3 separate regions of the Mus musculus genome follow, and all the other regions are linked to region 1. A link is a contact called in public HiChIP or PLAC-seq data. All regions are on one chromosome and are shown on one strand. The core of a region is the stretch at or near the end of the contact, and the rest is flanking DNA. Distances in the headings are between cores, read along the strand shown. Region 1 holds the start of Il6 (interleukin 6). Region 2 has its middle 49 kb from the start of Gm5129. Region 3 has its middle 130 kb from the start of Gm5129.

Evidence for each region. HiChIP or PLAC-seq counts read pairs in DNA pulled down with a chosen protein or histone mark.
Region 2: an H3K4me3 HiChIP or PLAC-seq map of microglia shows a contact between it and region 1, with 7 times the contacts expected there. The contact joins the enhancer-like site here to the promoter of Il6 in region 1. A contact is called at or near these places in 9 of 39 promoter capture datasets (3T3-L1-derived adipocytes, the HPC-7 cell line, embryonic stem cells and 5 more), 1 of 15 datasets of contacts at CTCF or cohesin (the NIH/3T3 cell line), 18 of 484 Hi-C or Micro-C datasets (B cells, the C2C12 cell line, the HL-1 cell line and 12 more), 11 of 115 datasets of contacts at active chromatin or transcription factors (the HPC-7 cell line, acute myeloid leukemia, astrocytes and 6 more) and 3 of 9 other capture datasets (adipose tissue, liver and macrophages).
Region 3: a contact with region 1 is called in a CTCF HiChIP or PLAC-seq map of the NIH/3T3 cell line, with 15 read pairs. The contact joins the enhancer-like site here to the promoter of Il6 in region 1. A contact is called at or near these places in 7 of 39 promoter capture datasets (the 3T3-L1 cell line, cancer-associated fibroblasts, cranial neural crest and 4 more), 2 of 15 datasets of contacts at CTCF or cohesin (CD8 T cells and the NIH/3T3 cell line), 8 of 484 Hi-C or Micro-C datasets (B cells, adipose-derived mesenchymal stem cells, bone marrow-derived macrophages and 5 more), 12 of 115 datasets of contacts at active chromatin or transcription factors (CD8 T cells, the HPC-7 cell line, the NIH/3T3 cell line and 9 more) and 4 of 9 other capture datasets (adipose tissue, liver, macrophages and 1 more).

Annotation. Positions count from the first base shown.
Region 1 is chr5:30,011,426-30,015,465 of GRCm38.p6, forward strand. Il6 (interleukin 6) reads left to right here and starts at 1,689. Exons shown (of 5, transcript NM_031168.2): 1 at 1,689-1,785; 2 at 1,951-2,135; 3 at 3,407-3,520. The coding sequence starts at 1,767. The region is part of intron 1 of A230098N10Rik (a long non-coding RNA gene); the gene reads right to left.
Region 2 is chr5:29,782,878-29,786,917 of GRCm38.p6, forward strand. It overlaps a transcript of Dnajb6 not described here. Among named protein-coding and RNA genes, the nearest start is that of Gm5129, 49 kb to the left of the region's middle. Within about 2 kb of position 2,169, at least 6 of the 459 cell types and tissues checked have an H3K27ac peak or open chromatin away from gene starts, as enhancers often do. A contact at or near this core is called in microglia, where this site is marked.
Region 3 is chr5:29,859,763-29,863,802 of GRCm38.p6, forward strand. No RefSeq gene overlaps it. Among named protein-coding and RNA genes, the nearest start is that of Gm5129, 130 kb to the left of the region's middle. Within about 2 kb of position 1,914, at least 65 of the 459 cell types and tissues checked have an H3K27ac peak or open chromatin away from gene starts, as enhancers often do. A contact at or near this core is called in the NIH/3T3 cell line, adipose tissue, bone marrow-derived macrophages and 4 more, where this site is marked.

The DNA.
Region 1 (4,040 bases), core at 439-2,938:
CCCATTTTCATTTTCACCTAAAATCCCCTAGTCCCTTTGTGAAGACCAGGGCTTCACACGGTGAAAGAATGGTGGACTCACTTCTTTCAATAGGCTGACCTAGTATGTACACTAAGTCCACCCATGTTTTAACTTTCTTCCTAGTTTATTCCCCTTCTGATTTCTTCACAAGAATCAACCGGCTTTTCATTTTAATCTACTCTAATCGCCTGTGTGTTTACACTGGGTTACATTCTTTAGAGTGTACTTATATTCTCCTTTTGCATTCTCAATATAAATTAATCTGCTAGATATAAAGCTGTTCTCTTTATTTTAGTGTAATTTTTTTCTTCACATTGAATTCTAGGAGAAACTATGCTAGTGATATATAATTCTTGAACTATTAAACATGGGAGCATAAGAAAACAAGAATCTTAAGGCAATCTGCAGAGTGAAGAAGCTGATTGTGATCCTGAGAGTGTGTTTTGTAAATGGTTTTGGATTTTATGTACAGAGCCTACTTTCAGCCTGGAATCATTCTGAATGCTAGCTAGATATCTGGAGACAGGTGGACAGAAAACCAGGAACTAGTCTGAAAAAGAAACTAACCAAAGGGAAGAAGTCTGTTTAAGTTTGACCCAGCCTAGAAGACTTGAGCATTGGAGGGGTTATTCAGAGTGAGACGTACCACCTTCAGATTCAAATCCTGTCATCCAGTAGAAGGGAGCTTCAAACACAAGCTAGCTAAGATACAATGAGGTCCTTCTTCGATATCTTTATCTTCCATATACCATGAATCAAAGAAACTTCAACAACATGAGGACTGCAACAGACCTTCAAGCCTCCTTGCATGACCTGGAAATGTTTTGGGGTGTCCTGGCAGCAGTGGGATCAGCACTAACAGATAAGGGCAACTCTCACAGAGACTAAAGGTCTTAACTAAGAAGATAGCCAAGAGACCACTGGGGAGAATGCAGAGAATAGGCTTGGACTTGGAAGCCAAGATTGCTTGACAACAGACAGAAGATATTTCTGTACTTCACCCACTTTACCCACCTGGCAACTCCTGGAAACAACTGCACAAAATTTGGAGGTGAACAAACCATTAGAAACAACTGGTCCTGACAAGACACAGGAAAAACAAGCAATATGCAACATTACTGTCTGTTGTCCAGGTTGGGTGCTGGGGGTGGGAGAGGGAGTGTGTGTCTTTGTATGATCTGAAAAAACTCAGGTCAGAACATCTGTAGATCCTTACAGACATACAAAAGAATCCTAGCCTCTTATTCATGTGTGTGTGTGTGTGTGTGTGTGTGTGTGTGTGTGTGTGTGTGTGTATGTGTGTGTCGTCTGTCATGCGCGCGTGCCTGCGTTTAAATAACATCAGCTTTAGCTTCTCTTTCTCCTTATAAAACATTGTGAATTTCAGTTTTCTTTCCCATCAAGACATGCTCAAGTGCTGAGTCACTTTTAAAGAAAAAAAAGAAGAGTGCTCATGCTTCTTAGGGCTAGCCTCAAGGATGACTTAAGCACACTTTCCCCTTCCTAGTTGTGATTCTTTCGATGCTAAACGACGTCACATTGTGCAATCTTAATAAGGTTTCCAATCAGCCCCACCCACTCTGGCCCCACCCCCACCCTCCAACAAAGATTTTTATCAAATGTGGGATTTTCCCATGAGTCTCAAAATTAGAGAGTTGACTCCTAATAAATATGAGACTGGGGATGTCTGTAGCTCATTCTGCTCTGGAGCCCACCAAGAACGATAGTCAATTCCAGAAACCGCTATGAAGTTCCTCTCTGCAAGTAAGTGAAGGCAGTTCCTTGCCCTCTGGCGGAGCTATTGAGACTGTGAGAGAGGAGTGTGAGGCAGAGAGCCAGCATTGTGGGTTGGCCAGCAGCCATCAGCTAGCAGCAGGCGCCCAACTGTGCTATCTGCTCACTTGCCGGTTTTCCCTTTTCTCCACGCAGGAGACTTCCATCCAGTTGCCTTCTTGGGACTGATGCTGGTGACAACCACGGCCTTCCCTACTTCACAAGTCCGGAGAGGAGACTTCACAGAGGATACCACTCCCAACAGACCTGTCTATACCACTTCACAAGTCGGAGGCTTAATTACACATGTTCTCTGGGAAATCGTGGAAATGAGAAAAGAGGTGGGTAGGCTGTGAAACTGATGAAGACCCAGTGTGGGCGTCCATTCATTCTCTTTGCTCTTGAATTAGAAATTCTCTGCTGGGATCTAGGGCCCTTAGGATTTGAAGCTAAAGGTCAGACTAGACTGTGTTCTCTCTTTCTCACCTCTTTGCTGGTTTTGAGTGGAGGTTGGGAAGGGGTTCCTTTCCTGTCTGGAAGATACAGAATGTGACTGCATTTCTAGAAAATTCACAGTGGGCCATTCTCTGTTCCAATTTAGCTATTGCTTCTTAGGTGGGGATTCCTTTTCCCTCATTATTCCTTTTTCCTTATCTCTTTGCCTTCATTTATCCCTTGAAGTCTACAAGGACCAGAAAGTGCTTTTTGGCTGAATGTAGTAAGTTCTGTGTGTGTGAAATCAGGATGCTCTAGGGTCAGCCCAGATAAGATGCATATTGTATAGAGCCCAATAAAGTGCTAACACACACACACACACACACACACACACACAACCTAGATTAGGCTGGGCATGGTGGTGGATGCCTCCCAGCACTTGGGAGGCACACGCAGGAAGATCTCTGTGAGTTAGAGGCCAGCTTGGTCTACATATTGAGTTCCAGGATATCCAAGACTACATTGAGAGATCCTTTCTCAAAAAAAAAAAAAAAAAAAAAAAAACAACAACAACAAACAAACAAACAAACAAGAAAAAAAAAACCCAACCAACCCTACCTAGATTAAAATATCTCCCATCTTTAAATGAAAAGTATTTTGACTCTGCTTGACAGAAAGGAAAAAAAAAATCACAAACAAGATTAATAGCCTAGGTCTGGGTGTGTAGAACCAACTTTGTAATCTTGGGAAAATCCTCAACTATTTAGTACTCTTTATCTGCATAATTATGGAGTTACAGATAATGGCACAGACCCTTCCAGATGGAATATTCTGTGACTTAAATTTATTTGCCCCAAGATATCATCAAAATTTCTGTCCTTTACCAAGTTCCTACTCTATGCTGGGCAGTTTTTATCGTTGAATCCTTGAGACAAATGTATAAGAGGGACATCAATAATTCTTTATTGAAACATAGGAAATACTTAGGAGAGTAACAAGCTTAAAGCCAAGGGACTGAGCCTAAGGGTGCATTTTTATTTATTGGGCTGCTTAGTAGGGTTCTAAGAAGGTATAGCTTCCCTTTTCTGTGTCCTGGCTATGAAAGAGCATGACTTGGCCCTCTAGTGGTGCTTGTTGTAAGAGGTGTTTAAGTGATTGCTCTGGTAATCTTTTGCAGTTGTGCAATGGCAATTCTGATTGTATGAACAACGATGATGCACTTGCAGAAAACAATCTGAAACTTCCAGAGATACAAAGAAATGATGGATGCTACCAAACTGGATATAATCAGGTAGAAACTTGTCACGTTTACTTTCAACAATTCTTCAAGGTTCTCTCTTGCACGTGATACCTGCATTTGTACAGTCCCAGTCAGGCAACAAAGATGGGGGGATACATCCAATACCACTTGGATGTAACTGGCCTGCAGTAGCTTGAATACAAAAGGAGATTGAGAGGTACCTCAGCAGCTGCTAGGGTGAGGGAAAGTTTACCAACCAGTGCTATAAATGTTCACTCAATCTATGTCCATCAGGAGCTAAATGTTTAAAGTCTCTATTCTCATCTTGGCTTTGAGGTGTTAGATGATTAAAAAAAAAACATTTTTTTTGTCTAAAAAAGTGGAAGAGTAGATATAAAACATGTTATGTAAACGTCATGAGGAAAGTAACTTACAGATTTAATTAAAAAGCAGTTTATTTAAACAGGTAAAGGCCCACTATGCTGGGATTCTTCACCACTGTTAAATGTTAGAAGTCATAGCAAGTTTAGCTAGTTCATGAGCCATCTCTTCTCTGGCTGCCCCTGGAAGG
Region 2 (4,040 bases), core at 919-3,418, 230 kb before region 1:
CTGCCAGTGCAGATCTAGACTCTAGGTGTGCATGCGTGTGTACAAGTGTGTAGTAGTGAGCTTGTGGACCCTGGTAGAAATCTCGCATGAGAGGCTGGAAAAGCCGTGCGTGAGGTGGTCTCCCTGTGTCCTGAGCCTGGAGTCAGCAGCACTGCCAGCATGGCTCTGGGCGTAACTGGCAGCTTCTCTGCTTTGTCCCTTTTACTCCCTTTTTGTTTACAACAAAACAACTCCCCATGTTGTAAGTTACAGAGCCATGCTTTCCTATAGGAAAGAAGATATAACCCTTCACTTACCTTCTCTCTCAGAGATGGTGTCCCGTTTTGAAGTGGGGTTCTCCAAACTGCCACCTGAGCTACACAAGGGTTTGGCTTAATTAAGTGAAAACAGAGGCCCGTTGGGAGGGACATTAGAAACAGCTACCACACAAAAGTGGTTTCAGTTTCCACAACAAAACTGTGACCTGGGCAGCATGCCTTGCTCTGTACAGCAAGCTACTGTCCTCCTCTGGCTAACACAGAAGCCTTTGCAAAGTCTGGCCGTCTGCTGTTGGGATCAGGGGGACCAAGTCCAGACAGACCTTAAAATTCTGAGAGCCACTGTTGAAGACCTAAGATGTCCCGGGCTTCCCACACTTCACCCAGTGCAGCCTTCAGGAGCTTTGCTATTATTATTGGTTTTGGTTGGATTGACAAGTCTTGGGCCAGTTTTGGTGCAAGCCATCCCAGTTGTAGCTCCCAGTGTCTGTCAGCTGTGGAGCTGATGGGTACAGTCTAGGTGCAGCCTGGCTCCTTGCCATCAGCAAGTGGAGTTTCTTAGCTAAAAACCATTCTCACTGAGGTCCCTTCCTAGAAAAGGATTTACTGTGCAATTTAAGCCACCAGGGGTTGTCAGGAGTTGGACTGTGGTCAGCCAGCATAGCCATGCTCCATATTGTGTTGGTGATGAGGCGAGAACTAAATGCAGTTTGAGTTGCTGGCTCTGTGTGTTTGCGTGCGTGCGTGCGTGCGTGCGTGCGTGCGTGCGTGCGTGCTGTGGACTGCCTACATGCTTGGTAAGCTCTTTATTGCTGAGCCATGAGTTCAGGATATGTAGCCCGGGCCCCCCCCCCCCCTGCCCCCTTTTTAAAATTTTTTTGCAGGCTATTCTGTGGCCTTAAAGTTTGTTCTGAAGAGGGAGCTGCATTTGGTAAAGGGATTAGTGGCATTTTGCATTTGTTTGTGGATTCCACATACAACGCAGTCATTAAAAAGAAATTATTCAACATGAGAAGAGTCATGAATAAAACAAACATTTCTTTCCTCCTCTTTCTTGCTCAACTTGACCCTGCCTAGTAGTGCTGTGGAGTGTTGCCCTTTTCACAGAGCATGGCTTGTCATTCCCAAAGCTAGAGCCTGCATCTAAGCCTGCTGCTGGCCTGCCTTCCTCACCGCCCTCCCCCACCCCCGCAACTAATTCATGTGTTGAGGTTTTGGTGGATCTCACCATGGGAATTTGAGGTATCTGTGGGCACGTATAGAAGCTGGGGTTCTGAGGTCTCTTTTGTGGCTCTTGTTCAGCACCAGACCCACATCCCACCTACTGCATGTGGCCAGAGTCTGAGCTTCTGTAGGCCTGAAGGCAAAGCCCATCAGCTTATTGGCAGTATCCAGAGCTGAGCCTCTGTCAGTCTTACTGTGGCCTTGGTTGGTAAGGTCATGTATCTGTTAGCTTTAATGACAGGAAAAATTAGAGAGGCTTTTTTTCAAGATAGAAAATGGGCTGCCAGAGAGAATGGACTTGCCATTTCAGAAGGCAGCTGTGGTGGGTGTCTGACTTGGCTGCGTAGGTGACAGGGTTGTACATTTTGCAGGTAGGGCCTTGGTAGGGCCTCTGAGGAGCCTGTTCTACAGAGATGGTTCTGTGGCTGGGCTGCTGGGTAAATGTAGGATGTTTGCTGTGGGTTGCACACTTCCCTGTGTGGTGGTGACATTCTGGGAGCAATATGGAAAGTTTTTAGCATGCTATTCCAAACAGTTCATGTTTTCTTTTTGATATGAACACCATAAATGACTGTTCTGTTGCTTTGTGCACGGGGAAGTGTCTAGTGAGTGACCCATCTCACGGGGATGCAGTTGCTGGTGTGCAGTGTTTCATAAGCCATGTTTCCTTAGGGCTCAAAGAAGGTGGCAAGAGGAAGAAGCAGAAGCAGAAAGAGGACTTGAAGAAGAAGAAGTCGACCAAAGGGAACCATTAGGCTGGACTTGGCGGCAGCCGCGGCAGCCACTGTGTGTGTGTGTGTATGTGTGTGTGTGTGTGTTGCGCATGTGCATGGCAGCGGCATCCTTTAAATGTCGCCCAGGGTCACTTGGCTTAGCAGGATTATGGACGTGTGCCCACGGATCGGTAGGATCCAAGGGTGTTGGAGACAGAGGCAACAATCCCGGGTAGCTGGTATAAGTTTGTGACACAGCCTGAGCCTTGTAACTCTGATTTTTCCCAGCACTAAATCCATAGCTTTTTCCTCGAGTTGTAAGGGTCTGCCTCATTCTTTTCAGCAGCCCAAGCCCTGCTTTGAGCTCTGAGGTATTTGTAGTTGTAGGAGTCCATAGGGTCCAGTAGGGAGCTAGGTATGTGTTGATGATAGACTACCTCCTGGCGGTGGTACAGTGCGCAGTTTTAAGTACAGCGGAACTTAGAGGTAAAGTAAGCTGTGCCTTGAGCCATGGGCGTCAGGATGCTTTTGATTCAGGGTACTCTGGCAACACTTAAGGCTATCAGGAGTCACTTCAGATAGAGTCTTTCCTTATTTATTGTTCAACTTTTAATCTTCTCCAGGTGGTCAAAAATTGACACCAAATATAGTTTAGTTTTTGGGAAACCTCATCTTTTCTTCTTGGAGAAATATTTGTCCTTTTTCAGTCAAAAGGTTTTGCTTAGCAATACCATTTCTAGTAATGATAGGTCAGTGTGCTACTGGCTATTAACACAAACACACAGCACACAGAGGCGCGTGCAGAATAATCAGCTAGGAAGCAAGAAGCTCATAAGGGCCCCTTCACAAGCTTCGACCCCATAGTCCATGCCGCGCTGTCACCTAACCTGTGGTTTACATCGAGCACCAGGGAATTCTGATGCCACCTCACTTCTGGGCTGCACGTGTCTCTTGGCAGTGTCACTTCCTTTTGGCCATGAGGATCTATTGTTCGAACTTTGTCCCCTTGGCAATGAGCACACGATGAACAGTGTTGGTGAGCTTGAGATGGGTCCGCGGTGTGGAAAGGGGAAGGGAAGCGTTGTGAGTTCTGGGCACTGCCGTAGCTAGGAGCCGGGACAGGACCCACCCGGGTTTTGAGGAAGTGACCACAAAGTGTTTGCTGAGTTTGCTTGGTTTTGGTGGGAGGTGGTGTGGGCACTTATGGAGTATGGATTGGTGTTAATGTGTGTTGTGAAAATGTGACCCTCAAGGAGGAATGTATTTTAGTGCTACTGACGTAAATAAAATGTAAACGTCACTGAGTCCAGCTCTCTTGTGGTCATTCCCTGTCTGTAAGTTGCACTGTTACTATGAAAAATAAAAGCAGGTCTTGTATTGTTTTTTTAAATACAGTTTTATACATTTATTTTTGTGTGTGTATGTGCAAGGGTGTGCTCTGGTGCATGGGTAGAAGTCAGAGGACAGTTTGTGGGAGTTGATCCTCTCCTACCTACCTTGTGTGTTCTGGGTGCCCATTTTAGGTGGTCAGACTTGGTGGCATTTTGACCCACTGAGCCAACTCACCAGCCCCTACATTTTCAATTATGGAAGATAAAGTGACACTTTAGGGGGTGGGGGAAATGTGTTGGTGTCCCATATAGAGGTCAGTTGTCATCCAGTGAGTGTGGCTTTTTGGACTAGCAGCCTGAGTGACTATGCTGGGAACTTGGAGAGGCTCCTCCTCCTGAGTATGACAATAGTGTGTGGCAGTAGTGTCCTGCCCAAGAATGCCGTACTGAAGAGCAAGGTATTCGGATGCATGTGTGAGAGGCCGCTTCAGAAGAGGCTCCTCGGACACTCAGAC
Region 3 (4,040 bases), core at 664-3,163, 150 kb before region 1:
GATGAAACCTACTTGGTCATGATGGATGATCGTTTTGATGTGTTCTTGAATTTGGTTTGCAAGGATTTTACTGAGTATTTTTGCATTGATATTCATAAGGGAAATTGGTCTGAAGTTCTCTTTCTTTGTTGGATCTTTGTGTGGTTTAGGTATCAGAGTAATTGTGGCTTCATAGAATGAATTGGGTAGAGTACCTTCTGTTTCTATTTTGTGGAATAGTTTGAGGAGAGTTGGAATTAAGTCTTCTTTGAAGGTCTGATAGAGGGACAGTAGGTTTTAATAAGTAACTTAGTTATGCTCCTCTCCCCTTTCCAGAGGATAAAAGTGGGGCTCATATTTTAATTTAGTAAATAACCAGTCACTGAGCAGGTAACTGGTATTGAAGCCCAGGATCTATTTGCCTGAAGGCTGACAATGGTAGCCACTGTGTTTCAGAGGTCTATGCTGGGACACAGCATGGGTACAGTGGCCCACTGCAAATATGGCCATCCCCCAATGTTTGATTTTCCAATTTACAGATATATATTTGGTCACTGGATGTGATGGTTCATAATAAGAAATACGGATCTGGTCTTCTCTCTATTTTTTGACATCTCAAATACAGAGGGCCTTTGTACGTTAATGAGGAAGGGCTATTAGATTGCCTGAAAAGGGGGGCTGGCTGCCAGTAGCTGATCTAGAGGATCAAAATTTCAGCTTAACCTCTGTGGAAAGGCCGGAGGTTAGTTTGGCCAACAGTTCAATAAATAATGATACATACACAATGAAGCACCATTCAAACAAGACAATGTTCAGAGAGCTTCTGGGTAGGTGAACAAATTCAGGAACAGGAGCAGAAGCACCAGCCAGCTCTCAGGACAGGAGACCCCTGCTCTGGATCCTTCCAGACCTCAGGCCGTACTTTTGCTCTTGGCTATTCTACTACTTCCTGGTTGTTGGCTTTTTTTTTTTATTTAAATTTAATTTAATTTTTTTTGAGACAGGATTTCATTATGTAGTCCCTGGAACTCACTACGTAAAGCAGGCAGGCCCCATTCTTACAAAGATCTGCCTGTCTCTGTCTTCCAAGCCGTAGGATTAAGGACCACCAGGCATGCCACCAAACCCAGCCCCTCTCCTTTCTAACAATCCAGAGAAGGTAACCAGGTGTTTCCTCAGGTTCTGTGAATGGTTCTAATAACTGACCAAATCTGAGTGGAGCCTGGAGGGGACCTTCAGTTTATGGCTCCTTGGTGACAGTACAGGCACAACCTGGAACATTTAATTAATAGTCTTGTGAGACTGGGCACTCCCTCATGGAGCTGATGCTAACTGTGCCAGTTAGGACTTGAACTGAACACCAGCTGAAATAGTGCTGGGAGTGGTAGTAACCTACACTCATTTGGTAGCCTGAAAGTCACTCCTCAGCGGAATGCGCCCCCTCCTTCACCTCTGTGTAAAGAGAGTTCCTTTCCCCCACTCCTTCATTCTCCTTGCTCCACTGCCTATCTCTCACTTCTGCACAGAACTAGTTGTGGCTGTTGCTGAAGATGCTCTCAGGTGCTGCATGGTGCCTCAGAAATCCTTCCTGGAAATCCTGTTTGTTTATGTGAAGGTCCCTTCATCCAACCTGTGGTTTGTACTCAAGAAATAAGGCACAATGCAGCCAACTCCTCTCTCTCAGGTCTATCTTCCCTATCATCCCTTCCTCCCAAATCCAGCCTCTGGGTTGCTCTGTTTGAATTAGAATAACACGTTAGTTTCAAAAAACCAAGTTACCACTGAGCCCTTTCCATGGGAACTGCCCCTTTAGAACATTTTAAAGTGAAAATTTCTATTTAATCAAATGACTCAAAACCAACAGTGAAAAGTATGCTTTGATATACGTCAGGATAAAGTGAGGTCAGTTTCCTGTTTCACTTTTTAGTGTAGTTATGCAAATTATTCTCTAGTGGACACTAAGCCAGAAAGCCTAGGGCCAGAAAGCATGAGTCACTTCAGTCCTTAGTGGTGCATTTTGTGAAATCCTGTCCACTCAAAACCATTCAGCCTCTGAGCCCTCTGATCTGAGTTCTCTCTCGCTGCAGTGTTCTGAAATGCTTGCATTTTCATGGATGCTCATGTACTGGCAATATCTTAGACTTCACACTTTCTTTCCGCAGCTGTCCATTTACTGGCAATGTTTAAGTCTTCATACTTGCTGTCTTAGCCAGGGTTTCTATTCCGGCACAAGCATCATGACCAAGAAGCAAGTTGGGGAGGAAAGGGTTTATTCGGCTTACACTTCCATACTGCTGTTCATCACTGAAGAAAGTCAGGACTGGAACTCAAGCAGGTCAGAAAGCAGGAGCTGATGCAGAGGCCATGGAGGGATGTTCTTTACTGGCTTGCTTCCCCTGGCTTGCTCAGCCTGCTCTCTTACAAAACCAAGACTACCAGCCCAGAGATGGTCCCACCCACAAGGGGCCTTTCCCCCTTGATCACTAATTGAGAAAATGCCTTACATCTGGATCTCGTGGAGGCATCTCCCCAACTGAAGCTCCTTTCTCTGTGATAACTCCAGCTGTGTCAAGTTGACACAAAACCAGCCAGTACACTTGCCTTCTGTTACTTAGGCTAGCCTTTAGAATGTTGGTCTAATTTTTTAAATAAAGGAATTTGTCATGTATTTTGAGTAATATTATATTTATCTATTTCTATGTGTTGTACATACATGTTTGAGTGCGTGCGTGTGTGTGTGTGTGTGTGTGTGTGTGTGTGTGTGTGTGTATGGATGTGTGCGTGCACGCACATGCACATGAGCAAGTACACAGAAGCCAGATGCTGACATCATGTGCCTTCCGCACTTACTCCCCATTTATTTTTGAGATGGGGGTTTCCCTGAACCTGGAGCTCACAAATGAGGCTAGGATCTCCCTGTTCCTACCTCTCAGCAGATTCAAACTGCTGTGTCTGATGTTTCCATAATGCTGGGGAATCCAAGCTCAGGCTTCCATACCCTCCATGAGAGCACTTCACTGACTGAGCCATCTCTCCAGCTCCTAGATCTTATTTCTGAAAAGTAAAATAAATACTTAACTAATTAAAATATCTTTTTGGCCTTTATATAATAAGCTAGCAGGAAAACAAACCTGCATTAGTTTCTACATGCTTTCCGTGTTTAAAAAGTAACCACTTTGGAATAGTAATATAGACATTCTTTGTCAAAGTTGAGCAAGGACCAAAGTCATCAGGAAAGCATATATAAACACAAATTGCTAGGTCTAACTTCGAGCTCCTGACTGAACAGGTCTGTGGTAAAGTCCAAGGTGGCACTTCTAACTGTTCATTTGGAGTCAATGCTGCAGGTCTGAGGTACAGACAGAACCACTGATGGAATGTCAGAGCTCCAAAAGGCCTGGAGGAGTGGTTACTGCTTTCCTTACAGCTCTACTGTAACCCCACTCAGAATGCCTGAGCTGGAAGAACACTCATAAGAAGCAGCTGGCTGCCTCTTAATTATAGCACTATAGCAGCTTCAGATAAAAGGATGCTTTCTCTTCTTTTCATTCACTCCTTCCTTCCTTCTTTCCCTCATTCTCTTTTCTTTTCCTTTCCTCCAAACCTAGCCTCTAGGTTGCTCTGCTCAAATAATCAAAAGAGAAATGTGGTTGCTATTGTCCAGACATCCCTGGGCATCTGCATCAGCTTTGATTTAATCAGCTCAAGCCTAGGGTGTAGAGTCCATTAATCTAAATATTGCATCATGAGGGAGCATCAAGGAGGCCACAGTTCTCCAAGAAGAGAGGTTGTGGGCCTGACTGTGAGACCAGTAGTATTTACTACTTCACCTGGGCTGCAGAGACAACTGTACTACAGGAAAGTGAGACTTGTCAAGTTGCATGTGTGTGATAAATAACAAAGCCAAGCCTGGAAGTAAGATGATTTCCCCTCTCCTGGCCAATGGTGCTGTGAAATCACTAGCATGAGCCGATTGTTATATGTTCAGCAAGTTTTTGAGCAGGTTACATTAGTTGTTGGAAGTTCTCCATTGTCAGAATATTTATTTACATTAGGGAAAC